Linked DNA regions of Oryctolagus cuniculus: region 2 is linked to region 1. The links are chromatin contacts, called in public Micro-C maps. All regions are on one chromosome and are shown on one strand. The core of a region is the stretch at or near the end of the contact, and the rest is flanking DNA. Distances in the headings are between cores, read along the strand shown. Region 1 overlaps LOC103352375 (a long non-coding RNA gene). Region 2 holds the start of TTPAL (alpha tocopherol transfer protein like).

Evidence for each region. A called contact is a pair of places that touch in the nucleus more often than the background predicts.
Region 2: a Micro-C map of ear pinna shows a contact between it and region 1, with 5 times the contacts expected there. The contact joins the promoter of TTPAL here to the enhancer-like site in region 1. A contact is called at or near these places in 2 of 6 Hi-C or Micro-C datasets (ear pinna and an unstated tissue).

What each region holds. Positions count from the first base shown.
Region 1 is chr11:14,285,067-14,289,274 of mOryCun1.1, forward strand. It overlaps LOC103352375 (a long non-coding RNA gene), which reads left to right. Exons shown (of 7, transcript XR_011379868.1): 3 at 3,948-4,122. Among named protein-coding and RNA genes, the nearest start is that of YWHAB, 13 kb to the left of the region's middle. Within about 2 kb of position 2,010, at least 1 of the 8 cell types and tissues checked has an H3K27ac peak or open chromatin away from gene starts, as enhancers often do.
Region 2 is chr11:14,659,950-14,664,157 of mOryCun1.1, forward strand. TTPAL (alpha tocopherol transfer protein like) reads right to left here and starts at 2,011. Exons shown (of 5, transcript XM_051845016.2): 1 at 1,902-2,011.

The sequences.
Region 1 (4,208 bases), core at 760-3,259:
ATGGGATGCAGGTGCCCCAAGTGCTGTCTTAACTGCTGAGCCAATTCTGGTTCTTACAGCCTTTCCCATGCTGCTTGTACTTTATAGAGAAAAAATCTGGCACTTTGAGTTTTGTTCATGGGTGGGCATTTGGCACAGTGATTAAGCTGTTGCTTGGGATGCCCACAGCCCATATCAGAGTCACTGGGTTTGAGTCCTGATTCTGCATCCAACCCAGCTTCCTGCTAATGCACACTCTGAGAGACAGCAGGTAAAGGCTTGAGGACTTGGATCCCTGCCACCCACCTGGGAGACCTCGACCAAGTTCTGGGCTCCTGGCTTTGATGTGGCCTGGCCTAGCCCTGGCTGTTGCAGGCATTTGGAGGAGTGAACCAGTAAACGTAGGAGCCCTCACTCTCTGTACCTTACAACTAACTAACTAACTAAATAACAAAGATAAGAGGGTTGATGTTTGGGGTGAACGAGAAGTTAAAGTTGCACGGTAATCCATGACATGTCAGTTCACGTGAGATCGTTGATGTTCAGCCCATCCAATGTTGGCTTTTCATTTTAGTGGGAAAAGGGCTGAGCCCCTGACTCAGAGAGATCTGTGGCTGTGGTTAGAAGCAGAGCTCCTGCGTCCCTGTGATGAGGACCAGTTCACCTCTCCACGAGGACAAATAACTGAGGGAAAAAGAAAAACAAACAAAACAGAGCTCCTACAGCTCTTGCTAACCTCACCTGAGAAGGGCAGGCTGTGTCCAGGAGATCAGAATTCTAGACTCGCTGAATTCAGTCCTGGTCATACAATCACCTTGATTCTCACAGAACTAAGGTCCTTGGAAAGGTCGGCATCATCAGTGTGGGGGAAGGAAGAGATTCCGAATCTGCATTTCCATTTCATGATAGCTGAACCAGAAATAAGTTTCACAGTGTGGCTAGGCTCTGCCGATTTCTACCTGCAGAGAAAGTGGCAAGACACTGTCATGCGCCAGTACCTCCTCTTGCTTCGTAAAGTTCACAGAGCTCTCCGCCTCCAGTCTCCTCCTTTGGAGTGCCACCTGGGCAAAGAGAACCATTAATTTATTGGGTGTTTGTGTGCGTATTTTGAGAATGATATTTTTTAGCATTTAATTTTAAATAAGAAGGCACCTGCTGTATTCATTTTAAATAATGTATTTTTACTACATAGTGATGTAGGAATATATTTTCAGTGTAAGAAAATGAAAATATTAAGGATAAAAGGTGATCACCAACCCCCAGCGCCGCTTCCCCTCCACGGGAGTAACTGCCGTTGCCGAACAGCGTGCACCAGTTAGTCATGGCAGGTCAGGTTCTGCTGCAGTGACAAACATCCTCAGAACCCCAGCGTCTCACAGTCACAAAAGCGTCTGGCTTGATCATCTCATGTTTTTGTCCTAGGGCAGCTTCCGTGATGTCAGGACACAGCTTGAAAGGGCAGCTGGGATGTACTGATCTCAGGGCAGAGGGAAAAGAACAGTGGAGCCTCTCAAAGCCTCTGTTGGGGGGTCTCCCACGTCTCTCTGTCTCACACTCGCCTGGGCAAAGCAAGTCGTATAGCCGCGTGTGACTTCAGAGGGGTGGAGGTGGGGTATTGTGCCTCCACAGGGAGCGGCCGTGAAGTTTCCCATACTTCTATGGAATACGTAAAGCTATAGAAAGAGATATCACTTCTGCATAATTTATTATGGCTCTGAATCTTGCTTTCTTCATGCAAAAAAATGTGCCTTAGAGGTCTTCCCACATTATACAAATAAATCCATTTGAGTTTTCAGCCATGGCAGAGCATGCCGTAAAATGGGAAGTACTATCATTTATTTAGCTCTTTCTCTAGTTGAAGACATTTAAGTCATTTCCAGTTTGGTATTATTGCAGACAAGGGTGTAGCAAATATCCTCATACTTGCCCTTTGTGCTTATGTGCAGCCGATTCTCTGGGGTGGGTACGGAGAAGTGGAATAGCTGGAGAGAAGCTCTCCAGAGGAACCCTGCCAATACTGCGCAAGGGCAGAGCACTGTTAGAATCTGGAGGAGAAGTCACGGGTCCGGGCAGGAGGACGCGTGAAGTCAGCCTTGCAGGGAGGGAAAAGAGGGAGTAAATGCCTTGAGCCTCTTCCCTGTGTCTCCTACTGGGCTGACCCCAACCAGACGACGGAAGGACCCTGTCCTGTCTGCCTCCCGGAGTGCAGAGGAGGCGGGAAAGCGCAGAGAACAAACCTGAAGGAGCAAATAGCAGCCACCCAGCCACCCTCCCCCACCCAGCACAAGGAAGGACTGAACTGTTTGACGTTGTACTTGACTGTCTTTCCAGTTTGCACGACCCTAATGGCTAGCGGAGCTGCACATCTTTCCATGTACTTCTATGCACTTTGTATCTCCTCTCCCCTACCTAGATGTCGCCTCCCTGTTTTCTGAGTTGACTCTCTCTTGATGAACTGGATAGAAATCTTTTGTAAATCTTACCCCACAGTGTGTCACTTGTCTTTGCTTTGCCAAAAGGCTCTTGAAGTGTTGAGGCAATAATTTAATCAGTCTTTGCCTGGATGGCTTTTGTCTTATGTCTTGTTTAAGGAAAGCTTTCCACTCCACATGATCAGTGTATCCTGCTTGTTTTTTTTTTTTTTTCTGATAGTTTTATGACTTTTATAGTTAGTTCTTTCATCCACCTGGGATTTATATTTGAAAATGGTATGGGGTATGAGCAAATTAGCTTGTTTTCCCAAATGGATATCCAGTTGTCACAGGAGCATTTCTGGAATAATTAATCATTTCCCCATTATTTGAAATAACATTTCAGTGTATCTTTATAAATTCATTGCTGGATTCTTTTCTCACTGATTGGTTTGTAAATTCTAGTGCCAGAGCTATTCTGTTTCTTTCTTTTTTTAAAGATTTATTTATTTATTTGAAATTCAGAATTACACAGAGAGAGGAAAGGGGGTGGGGGAAGGGAGGGAGGGAGGGAGGGAGGGAGGGAGAGAGAGAGAGAGAGAGAGAGAGGTCTTCCATCTAATGGTTCACTCCCCAATTGGCCACAATGGCAGGAGCTGTGCTGATCTGAAGCCAGGAGCCAGGAACTTCTTCCGGTCTCCCATGCGGGTACAAGGGCCCAAGGACTTGGGACATCTTCTACTGCTTTCCCAGGCCATAGCAAAGACCTAGATTGGAAGTGGAGCAGCCAGGTCTCGAAACAGCACCCATATGGGATGCCGGTGCTTCAGGCCAGGGCGTTAACCCTCTGCGCCACAGTGCTGGCCCCACTATTCTGTTTTAATTACTGAAAATCTACTCCGTGCTTTAATATCTGGTAAGGCAAGTTGTTCCTCTATTTTTTTCAATAGTATCCTTTTTTATACTTGCATAACTATTCTTCCATGTGAATTTTAATTTTAATTCCCAAGCATTTGAGCCATCTTCATTGCCTTCACAGGTGCATTAGCAGGGAGCCGCACTGGAAGCAGAGCAGCCAGAACTCAGACCAGCACTCATATGGGATTCCAGCTTCGCAGGTGGCAGCTTGACCTGCTGGTCTTAGCGGCAGGCATCCTAACCAGTGTCTTAATCACCAGGCTGAACGCCTCCCTTTGTGAATTTTAGAATCAGCTGATCAACTCCTTTGAACAATTCTTGTGGCATTTTATTGGACTTCCATTGAATTTATGTGTCTGCATTAGGAGAATTTCTTTCTTTCTTTTCTTTCTTTTTTTTTTTTTTTTTTTTTTTTTTTTTAGGAGAATTGATTCCTTTTGGGTATTGTGTCTTTCCCATCCAGGAAGGTGATATATACCTCTATTTGTCTCACAGTAGAGTTACAACTTTCTTTATAAAGGTCTGGCACATTTTTCATAGATTAGTCCCTGGGTATTTTAGCATTTTTGTTGCTGTTTTAAGTGGTAGATTTTGTTCCGTGTCTTTTATAACTTGATTATTGTATATTTGTCTAAATAGTTCAATTCTATCATGAGTTCAGTGGTGACTGCTTGCCTTGCATGGGTTTGAAGATTTGTGTTGCATGCTGCTGATCTCTCTCCCCACCATGTGAGGACACACAAGCCGGGAGGAGAGCCCTCATCAGAACTGACCGTCCTGGCACCCTGCTCTCGCACTTCCAGCCTTCAGAACTGTAAGCGAATAAACTCCTGTTGTTTAAGCCCCTTCGATTCTTAAAGTATTTTCAGAATGTGGATTCAGCCCTTCCTTGCTGGATTT
Region 2 (4,208 bases), core at 761-3,260, 370 kb after region 1:
TTAACCATAGTTCATGATTATCAGGTGATCACTGTGTGCCAGGCGTTGTTCCTGGTGATCCGAGTCCTGTTGAGCAGCTGCCTGTGGCCACACAGGTGGCGAGCCCAGGCTGGCTGCCTCCTGTGTTTGCGTTCTCAGTCACTACAGTGAGTAGACTGCACTGTTTTCTACTTGGTGGCTATTGCCCCTGATCGCGATAATAACCCCTGTATTAGCCTGCTTTCTGTTGCTGTAACAGTGCCCGAGGCACATTATAAAGAAAAGGGGTTTACCGAGCTCACTGTTTGGGAGGTTCAAGAGCTGCCTTCTGCTCAGCTCTGGGGAAGGCCTCATGGTGTGAGCCCATGGGAAAAGGAGAGGTCGCACAGTGGACAGGAGTCGGAGAGTGGGGAGAGCTGGTTTGCTCTTGATAACAAGTCCTCGTACAAGGATTCATGGGGCTCATGAGAAATCTGTTCATGCCTTCTGTTGATTCCCTGGAGGACAGTGCCCCAGGGTCTCCCGCTAGGTCCCACCATCACCTCCTACTCCAGCATGCTGGCACCTTCAACACATGAACCTTGGAGACATGCTAAGCCATATCCAAGCCATCACACACACACACACACACACACACACACACACACGCTGAGTGCCTGCCAGTGTGCGTGCAACGGCTATAACTCCTTCCCCAAGTCTCACAACTGCCCTGAACACACCGAATCACATCCAAACCATAGTGCATGCGTGGGCACTTGCACGCACACACACACACGCACGCGTGCGCGCTCCATGTCTGCCAGGCTGTCACTCTCTGAGTCTCTCGACTGCCCCGACCGGCAGAGGCACTTGTTGATCTGCACTGGATGATCGGGAACACGGGCAGCTCGGCGAGGTGAAGGACCTGGCCCAAAGTTACAAATTAAGTAAGTGGCGTGGGGTGGAGGTGGGCAGGGGGGTGAATTGAGGCTGGGAAAAGTTCATCCTCTGGCTCTTGGAATTCGAAAGAACAAAATGTTCTATACGCTCAGACAGTGCTCACCTGCCGGGGCTGCCAGCCCGAGGTCATGCGTTGCCCAACCAGTGGCCTGCAGCCTGGGGTGGCTTGAGAAGTGTGCAGACCGGGGCTGACGCTTGCCAAGCCCCAGACAGCCTGACCGCAATCCGAGGGTCACGTGAAGCTTGTGATCCATGAGCCGGCATGCCTGAGGAGCCAGAGACTCGCGCTTCTTGGTGTGCCAACCCTGCGCTCGCAAGCCTTGGGATCAGGACCTAGAACAGAGCCAGCCAGCAGCCAGCAGGCTGGGGTGAAGCCATGCCCAGCTGTGCTCTGCGGTCACACGCTGATTTCCTAACCTGGATCGGCATGGCTGCTGGGAGGGACAGCATGTCCTCTCCGTTCCCAGGGCCCTGGATTGCAGCCAGGCTGAAGCATTCCAAAACAGGGCCTGGCAGGGAGGGGTCCCACCTCCCCTGCTCCATCAGCAGCAGCCACAGAGCCTGTCCAGCCCACCTTGGCTGCATGTGTAACTCTCAGCGTGGTGCTAGGCCCTGACGACACATTTACTCAACCAGCCCCACGGAGATGCTATGGAGTGGGGGCTCTCACGGGAACCGTTTGATAGAGGAGAAAACAGACCCAGAGATGCACAAGCCCCTGGGAAATGGCAGCACAGAGACGGAGCTGCAGGTCTGCGACTGGAATCCGAGCGTGAATGTGAATTCGCTCTATCTCTCAGTCCTGCATTAACCCTATTGTCACTGCACCAAGGATACAAGAAAATTGAGGCTCAGGGAGGTGGGTGCAATGTTTCTAGAAGGCTCTGTGCTGACAACCAGTGATCATCTTGCAAAGGCATAGTCCAAAGCTTACAGCTGCTAAAATGTGGCTGTGGTCACTGAAAACTCGTGTCTTTTGTTACCTGTGGGGTCCTGGGGCCTGGTGAGGGCAGGGGTATCTGGAGGCTGGGAAACGGGTTGCCTGCTGCCTCGGCGAAGGAGCTGCAGGGTGGATGCGCTGTCCGTCCACGCTCAGGGCGGTTCCTGCTAAAGGCTGCTTGTGTGTCTCCGCGGACCTGCCGTGTGCAGAGAACCCACATGAGTGCGCCCACATAGGGTCAGCTTGGGTCCTGTCCCATAGTTCCCCCTGGAGGGGCAAGCGGGTGACACAAAAAGAAGCTGGAGTCGGCTCCCAGATTTCTATGGGCCAAGAAGGGAGTTACAAGGGAGCCCCAGCAGGAGAGGTGCACCCCCAAGGGTGAGAGGGACCCTGCCCATCTCCCTGGAGACCACAACGGTGTCCCACAATAAATGCCTGCTGGGCAAAGACAGCTGGAAGCCAGCCAGGATGGTGACAGCTGAAGGGAGACCCTTCCTCTCCCCTCTTGCAGGGGAGGGGAGGGGAGATGTAGAAAAGGACGCCCCCCCAACCCCCCCATGACTGCCTCTCCCCCATGGGTCTTAATTGAAGGAGCAAAGAAGGTTGAAACCGAAATTGGACTGGGAGTTTTGATCAGTAGCTTAACCCGATGTTCTGATTTCTTTTTTCTTTCTTTTTTTTTTTTTTTTTTTTTGGACAGGCAGAGTGGACAGTGAGAGAGAGAGAGACAGAGAGAAAGGTCTTCCTTTGCCGTTGGTTCACCCTCTAATGGCCGCTGCGGCTGGCGCACTGCGCTGATCCGAAGGCAGGAGCCAGGTGCTTCTCCTGGTCTCCCATGGGGTTCAGGGCCCAAGCACTTGGGCCATCCTCCACTGTACTCCCGGGCCACAGCAGAGAGCTGGCCTGGAAGAGGGGCAACTGGGACAGAATCCGGCGCCCTGACTGGGACTAGAACCCAGTGTGCCGGCGCTGCAAGGCGGAGGATTAGCCTATTGAGCCACAGAGCCGGCCTCTGATGTTCTGATTTCTAAACTGGGATGTGGTCAGGATGGAAGTGGCCACAGAACTGTCTGTTCGCCGAGAGGAAGAATGGGGGTGAGTTTGCGCCCAGAGGTCGGGAAAGTATTTCTTCATGGAACACATTCAGAAGGGGCATCAGGAGACAAAAATAACAGTGCACTTTGATTACGTCACAGTCTGTTCAACCTGCCAGTCACCGCGAGATGGACTTCTCCAACATGAGTCTGGGAAGTGAATGTTCCAGAATGTTCTAGAACTTGGCTCAGGAATGTGGGTGCCTCTGGAAGCACTTGATTCCCAAGAATTCTATTTTTAGACACTTCCCGGAGAGGAATGAGCACGTGTGTCCTCGTGAGCCCTTGTGGGGCCAGCACACCCATCCCCCTCGCTGCTCCGTTCCTGGCTGTGTCCCCGTTTCCTGAGAACTGAGCCTCAGGAGTCACTTCACCCAGAAGGCTTTCCCTTACTCCAGGGCAGCTTGCAGCCAACACAGATGCCACCTAACTTACCACGTGGTTTCGCACTGATGGACCCACCGGAAGCTCAAAGTATCGTGAATTGAAGATGCATTTGAATCATCAAACATCATAGCTCAGCCTAGCCTGCTTTCAACATGTCCAGAACACTCAGGCCCTAGTTGAGCAAAGTCATCCAACACAGCCTGTTTTATAATAAAATATTGAACGTGCCATGTAGTTACTGAGTACCGTACTGAAAGTGAAAAATAGAACGATTGTGCGTGTATGCTTTCCAACCATCTAAAGTTAAGAAATTGTAAGTTGGGGGGCCGGCGCTGTGGTGTAGCGGGGAAAGCCGCCACCTGCAGTGCTGGCATCCCATATGGTTCAAGTCCTGGCTGCTCCGCTTCCGATCCAACTCTCTGTTACGGCCTGGAAAAGCAGTGGAAGATGGCCCAAGTGCTTGGGCCCCTGCACCCACCTGGGAGACCCAGAAGAAACTCCTGGCTCCTGGCTTCGGATCGGCTCAGCTCCGGCCATTGTGGCCAATTGGGGAGTGAACCAGAGGATGGAATACCTCTCTTTCTCTCTCTCTGCCTCTCCTTCTCTGTGTAATTCCTTCAAATAAATAAATAAATCTTTAATAAAAAAAGAAATTGTAAGTTGGGACTGTCTGTGAACCTCAATGCTATTTGGTGACAAAAAGGAACCAATTATTGGTACATGCAACAATATGGATGAATTTCAGAAAGGTTACACTGAGTGAAAGAAGTCAGATGAAAAGGGTATACACCGACGATCCCATTCCTATAAAATCCCAGGAAGTGCAAACCATCTCCAGTGAAGACGGTCATCTGTAGTGACCACAGTCG